Regions from separate parts of the Sus scrofa genome. Here region 1 is linked to region 2. Evidence: chromatin contacts called from public HiChIP or PLAC-seq data. All regions are on one chromosome and are shown on one strand. Each heading gives the region's core, a stretch centred on a gene start, on an enhancer-like site or on the middle of the called end of the contact. The rest is flanking DNA. Distances are from core to core; before and after follow the strand shown.

Region 1 (6,765 bases), core at 3,990-6,489, 150 kb after region 2:
AGTAGTTAGGTAAATTCAGAGGTGTTCATTTCAGGTACATATTCAAAACCAGGAGAATACAGAATAAACATTTTGGAGTTGCTACATTTAAATCATTATTAAAATTTCAAATGAAGGTTTCTTTATCCACTCATCCTTATTTTTATAAGTTATTTATAAAATAACTAAAAAATATAAAAACAAAGGGAGTCTATGGGCCAAGACAGTAAACAGTCATGACGATTTTATTTTATTTTTTGTCTTTTTTTGTGTGTGCGTCTTTTCTAGGGCCGGTCCTGCGGTATATGGAGGTTCCCAGGCTAGGGGTCCAATTGGAGCTGTTGTCGCTGGCCTACACCAGAGCCATAGCAACATGGGATCCAAGCTGCATCTTCGACCCACACCACAGCACATGGCAACACCGGATCCTTAACCCACTAAGCAAGGCCAGGGATCAAACCTCAACCTTGTGGTTCCTAGTTGTATTCGTTAACCACTGAGCCACGGCAGGAACTCCAGTCATGACTATTTTAATGCTGATAGATCATGCCAAGGAGTTCTAAAAACTGGGGGAAAAAAACCAACTATCTTGGGCTCTACATGGGACATATCATCAAAAATACTGACCTCCCTGAAGTGGAAGAAGGGCCACTATGCATCCCTGTTGAATGCAAAAGGCAAGCAGAAACAAAGGTAAAAAAATAAAGGAGACTGGTACAAAATATTTACCATACACACAACACAAGATGAGTATCCAGTCTATACAAAGTGTTCTTGCACTTGATGTGACAAATAACTCAAAAGGAAACAATGACAAAGGATATAAACAGAGAAAAAAAATGTAAATAGGAACTGAATCTGAAAAAAAAATGGGTATGTATATATGCAAAAAAATGAAAATGGCTAATAGCCTTATGAAATAATGTTCAATTTTACAAAATAACCAGAGAAATGTAAATCTAGATACAATTTTTCAATATTTATCTTGCAAAAGTTGAAAAGTCTGACAGTGTTAAACACTGGTGAAGATATAGCCAGTAAAAATGGAACCATGCAGAGCCACTTGGAAAGGCAATCCTAGCAATATCAATTAAAACAAAAATTATGCAATCCCAGAGTTCCCTTGTGATACAGCAGGTTAAGGATCTGGTGTTGTCACTGCAGCAGCTTGGATTGCTGTTGTGGCACGGGTTCGATTCCTGGCCTGGGGAATTTCTGGATGCTGCAGGTGAGGCCAAAAAAAAAAAAAAAAAAAAAAAAAAAAGCAGTCCCTGTTATATAGCAGAGAATTTTTATTTTGCACTTTGTACCATATTGCTTTTTTTTTTTTTTTACAACCCGCTTTGTTTTCCACTTGTTACAATAGAAAACTTCAAACATATACAAAAGTAGGTGAAATGTATTACTTGTAGAAAGTTTTAGAAATGAGTAGACAAAGTCTAGGAGTTCCCGTTGTGGCTCAGAGAATCCGACTAGGAACCATGAGGTTGCAGGTTCGATCCCTGCCCTTGCTCAGTGGGTTAACGATCGGCGTTGCCATGAGCTGTGGTGTAGGTGGCAGACGCGGCTCGGATCCTGCGTTGCTGTGGCCTGGCGTAGGCCGGTGGCTACAGCTCTGATTGACCCCTAGCCTGGGAACCTCCATATGCCGCGGGAGCGGCCCAAGAAAATAGCAAAAATACAAAAAGAAATGAGTAGACAAAGTCTTGAATAAAGGAAATCTCAAATCCTTAAAACAACAACAACAAAAAAACCCACATGCTTACTCTGTGTAGGGCTTTGTGTGCTGGCCCTGAAGACACAAAAGCCTCTGTTCTCAAAGAGCTAATAATAATCTATAGTTGGAGGAAATAGAAAATGAATGACACGTAACCATAACTTAGTATATACTAAATACTAAACAATTGATACAGAAATTCAAAGTGATAATCCGAATTTGGAAGAGTGGACAAACACTGAAGGTTGCAAAGGTTTGGAAGACGCATTGACCAGACACTGTTTCATTTTATCGGTCCAACATTCCAAGGTACACTAAGCCAGAAAAGCAACTTGCCCCTCCATAACCAAAGCCATAGGCATTTCAGGTTAAATGCTCTGTCTACGCGGTAGCAACCAGAAAGCGACTTGAATAAATTCACACTCTTTCTCATGACCTACAAAGCCCAAGGAGATCTAGCCTTCTTACTCCTCACTTTGTACCAGTTTCCTCCTTGCCCACTACACTCTTACCACACCAGCCTTCTTTCACTTCCTCAAAATTAGAAGTTCTTTCTTACTCTCAATGAGGAATTCAAAGTCCTAATGAATCTGTGGTTTGGAATAATCATCTTGCTAAGGACAAACACGTGTCTGACTAGGATACATCAAGAGGTCCAAGAAGCATTCGGATTCTCCCATGCTTCCTCAGTTCCTGTAAAAGCGTAAAAAATTTAGCATCAAATTCTAGATAATGTGTTCATGATGCAAGAAGGTATTTCTGGTTAAGCCTGAACACAAAACTATTTAAGAGGTGGGAACTTAATATAAGGAGAAGTTAGGAAAAATTTATCCTCAGAGCTTGGTACTGAAAAAGTCTTTAGAACTTAGAAAAAAAATCCTCCTTTTCTCCTGCAGATTTTACTTGTGACCATTAACAGCATTATCTATCTTTAACATTTAAAGCCGCTAATTTCTTCCAGAAGATGAAGTGAATAAACAGTCAACATATACACTTCTGAGCTGGGATGGGAAGATTCTGTAAATTTTTTTAAACCAACAACAAGCTAACTTGACTTTTTCATTTATAACACCGTAGCTACTATTCTAGATCACTTTCTTTCCTATCAATAGCTTTAATAATTAAGCAAGACTGGGGCCTTTCAAATTGTTATACTGTATTGTTGCTGGAAAAAGGGAAATCAAAATGGTTATTTGCCTTTGTGAAAGAAAAGAGCAGCTGGACATTGGAACATCATGTGTGTGCACAAATTATACACACAAAGATCTGACTGAATCACAAAGCAGAACAAAGCTAATGCCGATGGAAACTCATATAACATTAAATAATGTGAAATGCCAAAGGACTGCCTTGGGGAGGTACAGGCAGCATAATTTAGGGAGACGCAAAATACTTCCCCTGCTAGTGAATAAGTCACTCAAGCAATTCAAGGATGAAACAATCGTGGACAAAGGGACTGCCTCAAGAGCATCATTAGATGAGGGCTCAGAATGTTTTCTAATTCAATTACCAGTCCCATCTATCAGGGCTCTGGGCACTCTACTGTGGAGGTTTCAATCTGCTCTTGCTGACGTCAATGGAAGACTGGCCACCAGTCTTGATGTCACCAGTTCAATAGATTTTTTTCATTTTAAAAAGAAAACACCCTAGCACTCCAGTTTTCTCTTCTTTCTATCTATCTATCTATCTATCTATCCACATCCAGCCATCCATCTATCCATCCAAACATTACTATCCATCTATCGTTGCATTACGTCCGAACCACAGGTCTAAGCTCCATTGGCCAGTTCTCTCTCTTTTTTTTTTTTTTTTTTTTTTTTTTTTTTTTTTTTTTGTCTTTTGTTGTTGTTGTTGTTGCTATTTCTTGGGCCGCTCCCGCGGCATATGGAGGTTCCCAGGCTAGGGGTCGAATCGGAGCTGTAGCCACCGGCCTACGCCAGAGCCACAGCAACGCGGGATCCGAGCCACGTCTGCAACCTACACCACAGCTCACGGCAACGCCGGATCGTTAACCCACTGAGCAAGGGCAGGGACCGAACCCGCAACCTCATGGTTCCTAGTCGGATTCGTTAACCACTGTGCCACGACGGGAACTCCCAATATCAAGCAATTTAAGAACTGCTCAAAAAGCTGACATGCAGCAAAAATGTGACTTGTCTTTAATAATCTTTCATAGGAAACAGGGCAAGAGACGTTACTCTAATGGTCAGGAAGACAGAGATGACACTTATCTCTTTTCCAAAACAAACAGACACAGGAATTAGATGCTGCACGTTAATCTTCACTAGAATGTCAGTCGCTTGAAGACAGAACTTTCTGTCTAACTGCTATGCTCCAGCTTTCGGAACAGTGCCACAGAAAGAGCTCAACAAACACCCTGTCAGTGAAGGAAGGATCTGTCCTGACTCTTAGAGCACTCAGGTTACCTCCCTTGCTCTGGCAATATTCACTTTCCACAAGGAAAAGGAAATACCAAGGGAGTTCCCACTGTGGCTCAGCAGGTTAAAAACCCCACGTAGTCTCCGCGAGGATGTGGGTACAATCCCTGGCCTCACTCAGTGGACTAAGGACCCGGCATTGCTGCAAGCTGCAGCCGTAAAAAGAAAAAAGTAATACTAATAGGAAGCTCTTCTTTCTCTTCTCTGCTCCCAAAATTCAGTCCTAAAGCCATCAGGTGGGGCAGAGCAAAGCATGATGTGTATGTACGCGCGTAGGGGGAGGCTGCGGCGGCCCATGGGGTGTTGAGCACTAGCGAGACTCGGAGGGTGTCCACATCTGCAAAGAGAATTTTTTTTTTACCCAAAAAGTTTTCATCTTTTTTTTAGAGGGGGAGGAAGGCTTCACATACCGTGAGTTTAAGAACACAAGTTGGGAAAAACTAGATGAGAAACACCTGTAGGATACAAATGTCAGTAAGAGTCAGAAGCCAGGGAAACTCACAAGGACTGAAGGAGCAGGAAGAGGAAGGACAAGAGACAAGACCACAGAGAATGTTGAAGACGGTAACAAATTAGAGAAAAGCATTCAAAGCCATTCTAACGCATCGTGCCGGCCATGTAAAGCATCTCGGAAGACCTACAGTTTTCAGTCTGACCAGGGCTTCAGAGAGTCCCTTAAACACCACAGGCCGATCAGATTACTCTCACACCCCTTACCATGTTTTATAGCATCTTCTGGCTCCTACTTCCCCTCCTGTCTCGTTTTTACCTCTTCAGCCTCACCCTCTGTGCCAGCAACACAGAACTACTTGCACCCTCCATATCTTACCTCACAAAGAGAATATTAATACAAAAGGTCAAGTAACCCCCGGCCCCAGGTTTCAGTTCACACAAAATTTGCTGCATTATCATCGCCCATGTGACCAGAATGACAGTTTTCAGTGGGCACATCCGCAGACCCTGAACAGTCAATGAATACATTCATAGCTTTGACTCTTGGGTTGCAGCCTCCAAAGATCCATACCGTATAATGATTTGGAAGTTTGCTGAGGCACAAGTTGGAATCATGTCACTTCGAGACTGGTGTAGACAGTGAATCATTTTGCTGGTTTGTGGCCTTGGCCAATCATCTGACATAACATCATAACCTCTTGACCAGTCACCTTTCACTGATATTCAGAATGAGGGAATTGAAAAAGAACTGGTATTAAGCAAGCAGTCATTTTCTTTTTTTTTTTTTTTTTGTCTTTTTGTTATTTCTTAGGCCGCTCCCGCGGCATATGCAGGTTCCCAGGCTGAGGGTCGAATCGGAGCTGTAGTCACCAGCCTACGCCAGAGCCACAGCAACGTGGGATCCGAGCCACGTCTGCAACCTACACCACAGCTCACGGCAACACCGGATCGTTAACCCACTGAGCAAGGGCAGGGACCGAACCCGCAACCCCATGGTTCCTAGCCGGATTCGTTAACCACTGCGCCACGACGGGAACTCCGCAAGCAGTCATTTTCCGACCTCCAGTCCTACCAAAGTTGCCAAAGAAACACTCTTAACCAGCCTTTTTCCACTATCCGACAGCCACTCAGATGTGAAGGTACTACCTGCTCCATCCACCATTCCTGTGGAGAAGACATGGAGCAGTGTTCAAGGTGTTTGTCCCTACTCTCTGGACCCTGATTTGAGCTCCTTCACTGTGACAAACAGTAGCACTTGAGGTGACTCTGGTGAGCTTCCGAGAGGAAATAATGGATGAGTATACTTTAAAATAACTCAATAATCCTTCCTTTTTTAGCTTAAAAAAACAATCGATTATTTCTCTCAACTCTGTGGCTTTGTGTGGGGGTTCCTGCCGCCATGCACTGTGCACCCAGCCAGCGCTTCAGGCCTTCAGCCTCCTTCACGGGGCCTCCTCTCTACACGTGGCCTTTGGTTTCCTTAGGGTTGGTACCTGGGGCTCCAAGAAGGAGCCTTCCAGGAGGTAGGACACTGAAGCCAGTCACCTACTCAACAATCTTTATTCTACCGAATAAGGGCATGAGAGGCTGCTAAAGAAATTCTTTTTCCACTTTTTTTTCCCCCTCTGGCATAAATACAGTTTTAAGAATGTGAACTACATCAAATAATTGATCAGTATTTTCCAAGATCCTAATATGTGCTAGGAGTTATGAGATTTAACAGGAGATGTTGTTTTGACTCTCAAGAGCAAACACCTCTGATGATGCCAGCTGCCTGATCTAAGTGAGCTCAAAGCAGTGGCCGTTCTAAAATGCACCATGTCTGCACTCTTCACACCTGAGAAGCTCTATTCCACGGACTTGAAGCACAGACACCCTCTTTCTGGAGAACTAATCCCACAACAGTGGAAAGTAGACTCTCTGAGCTTAGAAAAACAAAAAAGGTTTATTTTTCTTAAAATGTCAGCAGATAATGATTAAGCAGTCGAAGAATACAACGAGCAAAACACCAATGCATTTGGAAGCCAAATCTAGCCTGAGGTAGTAGCACTGCCAGATGAAGGGTCTTAGGAAAGCATCTAGAGAGAAGAAAAAAAGGAAAGGCCAAAAACTGGTAAAGAAACAGAGTTTAAGAGAATGAGCTGATAAAGAATCACAAAAGCACAGAAACTCTCGTCA
Region 2 (6,388 bases), core at 2,347-4,846:
CCTTGGGTCTTTGCACTCTCCTCATCTGCTCCTTCTTTGCATAGAGAGAGGTTTCCTGTGCCATCTGGTTTTCTTCATCTGACTAGGTTTAGGCTGAAAGAGTGATTTTGGTGGCATGCTGAGAATGCATCTACAGTGTGTGATTCATGCATTATGAGGCTGTGGTGTTTATGCCCTTTATTTTTGTTTGGTTAATTAAATCGTTCCACAAATGGTTGAAGTAGCTTTAAATGAAAATAATACAAAAACAATAATTCTAAAATATAAATAATAATAAAGAACTGAATCAGAAAATACATATAAGACTAGAAAACAGTCATAGGAGGTAGGAAGGGAACACAAGTAAGCAGGCAGGAAGGGCCTGAGAACTTCAGATTTGGCTCTAAGCTCTCTGGCTGTCAAAATGAAAAGGAGATATCGCCATTTTCGGAATTCTGTCTAAGGGAAAGAAAGCAAACCTTTCCTTGACAGTAAATTCTAGAATAAATTTTTCCTTTGGGGTTTCTTATAAAAGGCACTAAGTAAGCCACCTTTTAAAAGCAAAAATCCAGCTGAAACTGAGAGGCTTCCGTTGTTTTTGGAATCAAGTGCAGGAATCTTAACAGAGCCAACAAAGATGATTCCACTCTACCCATCCAAGCCTTAAAAACAATAACAATAAAGATAATCATTATGTGAACACTTGTCACGTGCTTGGCATTGTACTAAGTCCTATACATTTACTCTGCCGCTTCCTCCTCTCGAACACTTTCTAAGATAGGGACTATTAACATCTCCGTTTTACAACAGAGGAAAATTTGTCCAGGTCACACAGTAGCAAGCAAATAAGTGACATAACCAAGGCTTGAAGCCATAGCTGGACTTTGGCTGACTTTGGTACCCAAGCTTTGAATGACTACACTATGCTAACTGGTCACATGCCTTCTTAAAGTTCTTTGAACTTAACAAGGCTCTTCTGCCACAGTGACTTCGCACTTGCTGTTTCTTCTGCCTGAAGAAATCTCTGCCCTCCCCTCATCCCCTTAAGCATGTCAGTTAATTGAATCTTAAAGGACATAATTGATTTGTTCATAATTGATTAAATTATCATTACAACTAGAAACAGGCAAAGCATGTAATGGGTTTTGCCCACTATGGTGTATGTAACTATCCTCTCTCTGCTAGAGCTGTGGTTGCATATTCCCTCCTCATCTTATTGGAAGTAGGAAGCACTTGAGCCCCTGTCTTTGGCCTAGTACTTTGGAAACTGGACTTCTTACCAAATCTGATGACCACCAAACCCGTAACTGGGCTGGTCATCATTTTGATTCTCAAAAGAGGACATTTGAGTTTCTGATTCCAAATCAGTGCTCATGTTGATCTGGAATAGAACACCCTTTGCTCTCTACGTGTTCAAGTTTTGCCTTTCTAAAGATGTAGCTGAAGTTCTATCTCTTCCATAAAGGCTTTCTCAATGAACTCTATCCACATTGATTTCCTCTTTGGGGAGCATTTAGTTCCCTCTCCTGTACAACTCACTTTAGTATTTGTCTACATACTGTCTTTCATTGTTGTTTAAGGTCTTCATGTGTATCTTTTTATCTCTACGAGATTGTAAGCTTCTGTGGAGGACTTAACACAATACACAGCATTTTATAAACACCCGTTGAGCAAATGGGGTAATAGTCTACTTTGGTCTATACACCTTACTTATCCAATGAAGCCAAAAGGAAAACACTGCCAGGTTAAATAGTCTGAAGGTACTTCTTTGTTCTGTTTTTGAAAGGAGTTTTCTGTTGGATTACTCTTCAGGAGATAAACATGAATGAGGAAATACTGACTGAATCAAAGGAGAAAATTAGCTTCCTCTAGAGGACTGAGCAGTTTTTAAGTCCTTACTGATGGTTGCCATCCTACAGTTACACTTTCTTCCAACTCCTGCAAATTACACTTTTTGAAGTATGACGAGAAATAAGAGTGTATAAATTTAATCTGAGTAATTTTTGTTTTCCAATTCTAACGTAGCAATTTGTGCTCATCTCTGAAGGATCTTATTTTCTTGATCTGGAAGCATGGAGTGTGTAATGGCAAATGAATTTGCTCAAAAGAGCCTTGAGTTATTTATAAATGTGAGGTTTTGACTCTTTAAAATTTTCCTGTGGCATCATAGGTGTGATTAATGAAAGTTATTCAAGATTCCTACATTCTTCAGAACTATTTCTCATGTTCATCCATGTGGTCACACGCAGAAAATGGTACAAAATCTTAGGGTGGTCACCTTTTCAGACAGTTTAGGCACTGTTCAAACAATTAAACCGGTAGTCAGCAGATTCCGGCCTAGTAATTAAATTACCCAGGGCCTTTGTTTTCAGATTTCTGCTCCTTGATATGCTGTGTCTTTTCAGGCCAAGCATGTGCCTGAGGTTTATTGATTCATTTCCTGTCTTTCCCTTTCAGTGGTAACATATTAGGATGCTGGCTCTGGTGCTTGAAATAGAGCTTTGTTTTAGCCAAAATACCTTTAGACACCTGGTTACTCAGAGAACCTAAGTGACAGTTTTTGTGACCTTTGGTTACTATCTTAACAGCATAAATGTAAAGTTAGGAAGGTGTTCATTTGCCTTTTAGTATGAGTTTAAGTAAGCTTTGAAGGCTCTACTCACTTTATAGCACCAGTATGACTTCATTTAAGTTTTAATTCTTTGGGTTTTAAAATTATTAACCAGGGTCCCAGATGTAGGAGTGCTTAAATCCATTCTCACTTCTCCAACTTCTTCCATCAGTGCCTTGCATTTGACCTTCATCACTTCTCACTTTAATTAATTCAGCTGCCTAAGGCCTCTTTGCCTACAGATTTGTCCCTCTTCTAACCCATCTTCCATGTTGCCGCCAAAATGATCTTTCTGAAATGCAGATCTCATCCTTGTCAGTTTTCTGCATGAAAGATTTCTGTCGTTCCCCACTGCCTTCAATATAAAAGTTGGTATAGGAGTTCCCGTCGTGGTGCAGTGGTTAACGAATCCGACTAGGAACCATGAGGTTGCGGGTTCGGTCCCTGCCCTTGCTCAGTGGGTTAACGATCCGGCGTTGCCGTGAGCTGTGGTGTAGATTGCAGACGTGGCTCGGATCCCGCGTTGCTGTGGCTCTGGCGTAGGCTGGCAGCTACAGCTCCGATTCGACCCCTAGCCTGGGAATCTCCATATGCCGCGGGAGCGGCCCAAGAAATAGCAAAAATGACAACAACAACAACAACAACAAAAAAAGTTGGTATAGAACTGATAGCATATGAAACCCCTGTCTACCTTGCCAGTCACATCCCTGTCACATGTTTCATGAGCTTAATTAACTGAACGTAATCCATTATGCAGATGTATAGGCACACGGTGGCTTTTACATGGTAGATGGTAGATGTCAGTGTAGAAAGATACTGAATTGGTGTGTAAGCACGTGTGAGTTCACACAGTTAAAATTAGCCTGGGTCCTTGGATATAAAGTTTAGGGTATTTCCTTTAGAATTTTTATTAGATGTGTGTAACATGGTTACCTTTGAAGAGGTCAGATTTAATTGGATTACTTGTAAGTAATCTTTTACTTACAAGTTAGTAAGTTAACTTTTAGGGACTGCTAACTGCATGACAGAGCCAGCATGATTCATGATTCCAAAAATTGCCGTTGATCTCCCCTTACCTTCATTTAAATTTGGTCAGACCTTAAAAGGAAAGTCCAGAGAGAGGTCTGTGGGCTAGTCCTAGATCTGACTTTGTTAATATAAGCATTGTGGGGCAAGCCATGTAACATTTCTAAACCTCAGTCTTCTAGAAATGAGGAGATTGTGTGAGTTTATGAAGTACTGTGTGCTTGACGCCATGACTCATGCCCAGGACTGAAAAGGAAAAAAAAGAAACTTGACCACTGCAGTAGAAGAGTTCACAGTCAGTTTTTTAGGTCTAAAAAGCTGATGTCTGTAAATCTTAGGGAACAACGTTTTCTGAACATTTGATGAATGAATTGGATTTGTCAGAGATGATTAAATAGTTTTTAAGCTTCATATGTTTGGAAATATAAGCATAACAGGCCTTCATGGAATAGACAAGTTTCTGAAAAGCAGTCCAGTTTTCCTGTTAACTTCTATATGAATTTCAGCTATCTCCCACTGATTATTGGCAGCTTGCCTTTAGTTATGGTTCAAAGCTGACATTCTGTGCTGTGAGCAGTGAGCTTCTCCCATGTCTGGCAGCTTCAGCCACAGCTCAGCTACAACGAAGGGGGAGAGAAGCATCAGCTACTTTGATCTTGGCCATAACCATACTCAGCCGAATTCTGCTAATGTGAGGCGTTTGGCAGCCTGTGTTTTCTGTTTCTTTCAGTATGAATTTCTATTAAGTGAATCATTATATTAAAGAATTTCAGTAAGATTGAATTAATTCAGAGAAAGCTATTTCTTTGTTTGTGAAAGGGGAGAACCAGAGGTAGATTTTATCTGCTAATTAAGGTGGAAAGAGGCATAGATTTCGTACTTAGGATAAGTGGGGAAACCATAGTCCAAAAGATCATAGGGAATGATCTTTTCTTCCCCTTTTGGAGAATATTCCTTTTGCTTTCAGAAAGGAGTCTCTGGGGAGTTCCTGTCGTAGCGCAGTGGAAACGAATCCGACTAGGAACCATGAGGTTGCAGGTTCAATCCCTGGCCTCACTCAGTGGGATAAGGATCTGGCGTTGCCGTGAGCTGTGGTTGTAGGTCGCAGACACAGCTTGGATCTGGCGTTGCTATAGCTGTGGCATAGGCTGGCAGCTGTAGGTCCGATTCAACCCCTAGCCTAGGAACTTCCATATGCAGTGGGTGTGGCCCTAAAAAAGCAAAAAAAAAAAAAAAAAAAATTACCAAAATGTGACACAGAGACACAAACTGAGCAAATAAGAATCATGCTGATTTGCTCCACACAGGGTTGCCACAAACTTTCAATTTGTTAGGAAAGAAAGGAGTCTCTGAAAGAGACCACTGAGACCTTGTATTTCTGAAAATGCCTGCATTTTATCCTCATACATGAATATTCAGTCTGATTGTGCTTTCTCTCCATTGTTTGCTTTTGTAAAATTAGTTGTTGTTGTTGTTGTTTTGTGTCAGAGAGGGTCTCTCATATATCAGACATGGTTCTAGGTGTTCAGAACACATCAGTGAACATATGGTCCTTACCCTCTGGAGATTTATATTTTAGTGAGGGTGTTTCAGATTGGGAGGATGAAAAGAAAAGGTACTGTGTCAATGTTTCAGAGAAGGTAAGGAGAATAGGACAACCAGGATGAGGATGAAGATTTGTTCTTTTGTAAAAGGTGATGGAAAAAAGCCTCTCTGATACCTACTTGAGCAGAAACCTGAAAGGATATATAAAAGTAAATTTTTTGAAATCTTACATGCCTTGAGCTCTTGCATGTCATCCATAATATTTAATCATGTCTTAGAATAGAATTTTAAGTTGGAAGTACTTTCTCTTCAGAGTAATGAGGACATTGCTCCATTGCCTTCTAGTTTCCAGGATTGCTTCCCCCCTCCCCCTATGGCTGCACCCCTGGCACATGGAAGTTTCTAGGCCAGAGATTGAACGCAAGCCACAGCCACAACCTACACCATAGCTGCCGCAAACTCCAGATCCTTTAACCTCCTGCACCGGGCCAGGAATCAAACCCACACTTCCATAGCAACCCAAGCCCTTGTAGTCATGTTTTTAACTCACTGCACCACAGTGGAAGCTCCTCCAGGATTGCTCTTGAAGAGCTTATAATGATGCAATTCTGATACTTAGTTGAGAATTTTTTTTTTTTTTTTTTTTGGTCTGTAAGCTTATAAGAGCTTCTGTTTGTCCCAAGTGTTCTAAAATTTCACAGTGATATGCCTCGTCCCTGTGTATAGATCTGTTTTGCTTTGTGGTGCTGGACTATTGGTGGGCCCTCTTAATCTGGAACTTTGGTTCTAGGAAGTTGACTTAATTACTTAGTTGATGGTTTCCTTCCCTAATTTTTTTTTTTGACCCTCCTGGACTGGCTCTCTAATTTTTGTTTCTTTTTTATTCTCCTATTTTTCATGTTTTTGTCTTCTTACTCTGCTTTCTGGGGGATTTTCTAAACATTTTCTTCCAACTCTTCTTTGGCTGTATTTTTAATTCTTTTTTCTTTATTCTGTTCCTGGGCAGTGATTTCCACCAGTCTGTCTTCCAGCTCATGTATTCATTCTTCTGCCTCATTTGTTCTCTTATTGATTCCTTCTAATTTATTTTTCATTTCAGTTATTGTATTGCTCATCTCTGTTTGTTTGTTCTTCATTAATCACTTCACATATCATCTTAGTCTGTGCCTCTATTCTTTTTCTGAGGTCCTGGATCATCTTTACTACCATTAGTCTGATATTTTTCCC

What was found. HiChIP or PLAC-seq counts read pairs in DNA pulled down with a chosen protein or histone mark.
Region 1: a contact with region 2 is called in an H3K27ac HiChIP or PLAC-seq map of alveolar macrophages. The contact joins two enhancer-like sites. A contact is called at or near these places in 2 of 2 datasets of contacts at active chromatin or transcription factors (alveolar macrophages and skeletal muscle).

The regions. Positions count from the first base shown.
Region 1 is chr9:39,539,907-39,546,671 of Sscrofa11.1, forward strand. All of the region lies in intron 15 of ALG9 (ALG9, alpha-1,2-mannosyltransferase), which reads right to left. Among named protein-coding and RNA genes, the nearest start is that of PPP2R1B, 26 kb to the left of the region's middle. Within about 2 kb of position 5,240, at least 1 of the 83 cell types and tissues checked has an H3K27ac peak or open chromatin away from gene starts, as enhancers often do. A contact at or near this core is called in alveolar macrophages, where this site is marked.
Region 2 is chr9:39,393,150-39,399,537 of Sscrofa11.1, forward strand. The region is part of intron 3 of SIK2 (serine/threonine-protein kinase SIK2); the gene reads left to right. Among named protein-coding and RNA genes, the nearest start is that of SIK2, 28 kb to the left of the region's middle. Within about 2 kb of position 3,597, at least 9 of the 83 cell types and tissues checked have an H3K27ac peak or open chromatin away from gene starts, as enhancers often do. A contact at or near this core is called in alveolar macrophages, where this site is marked.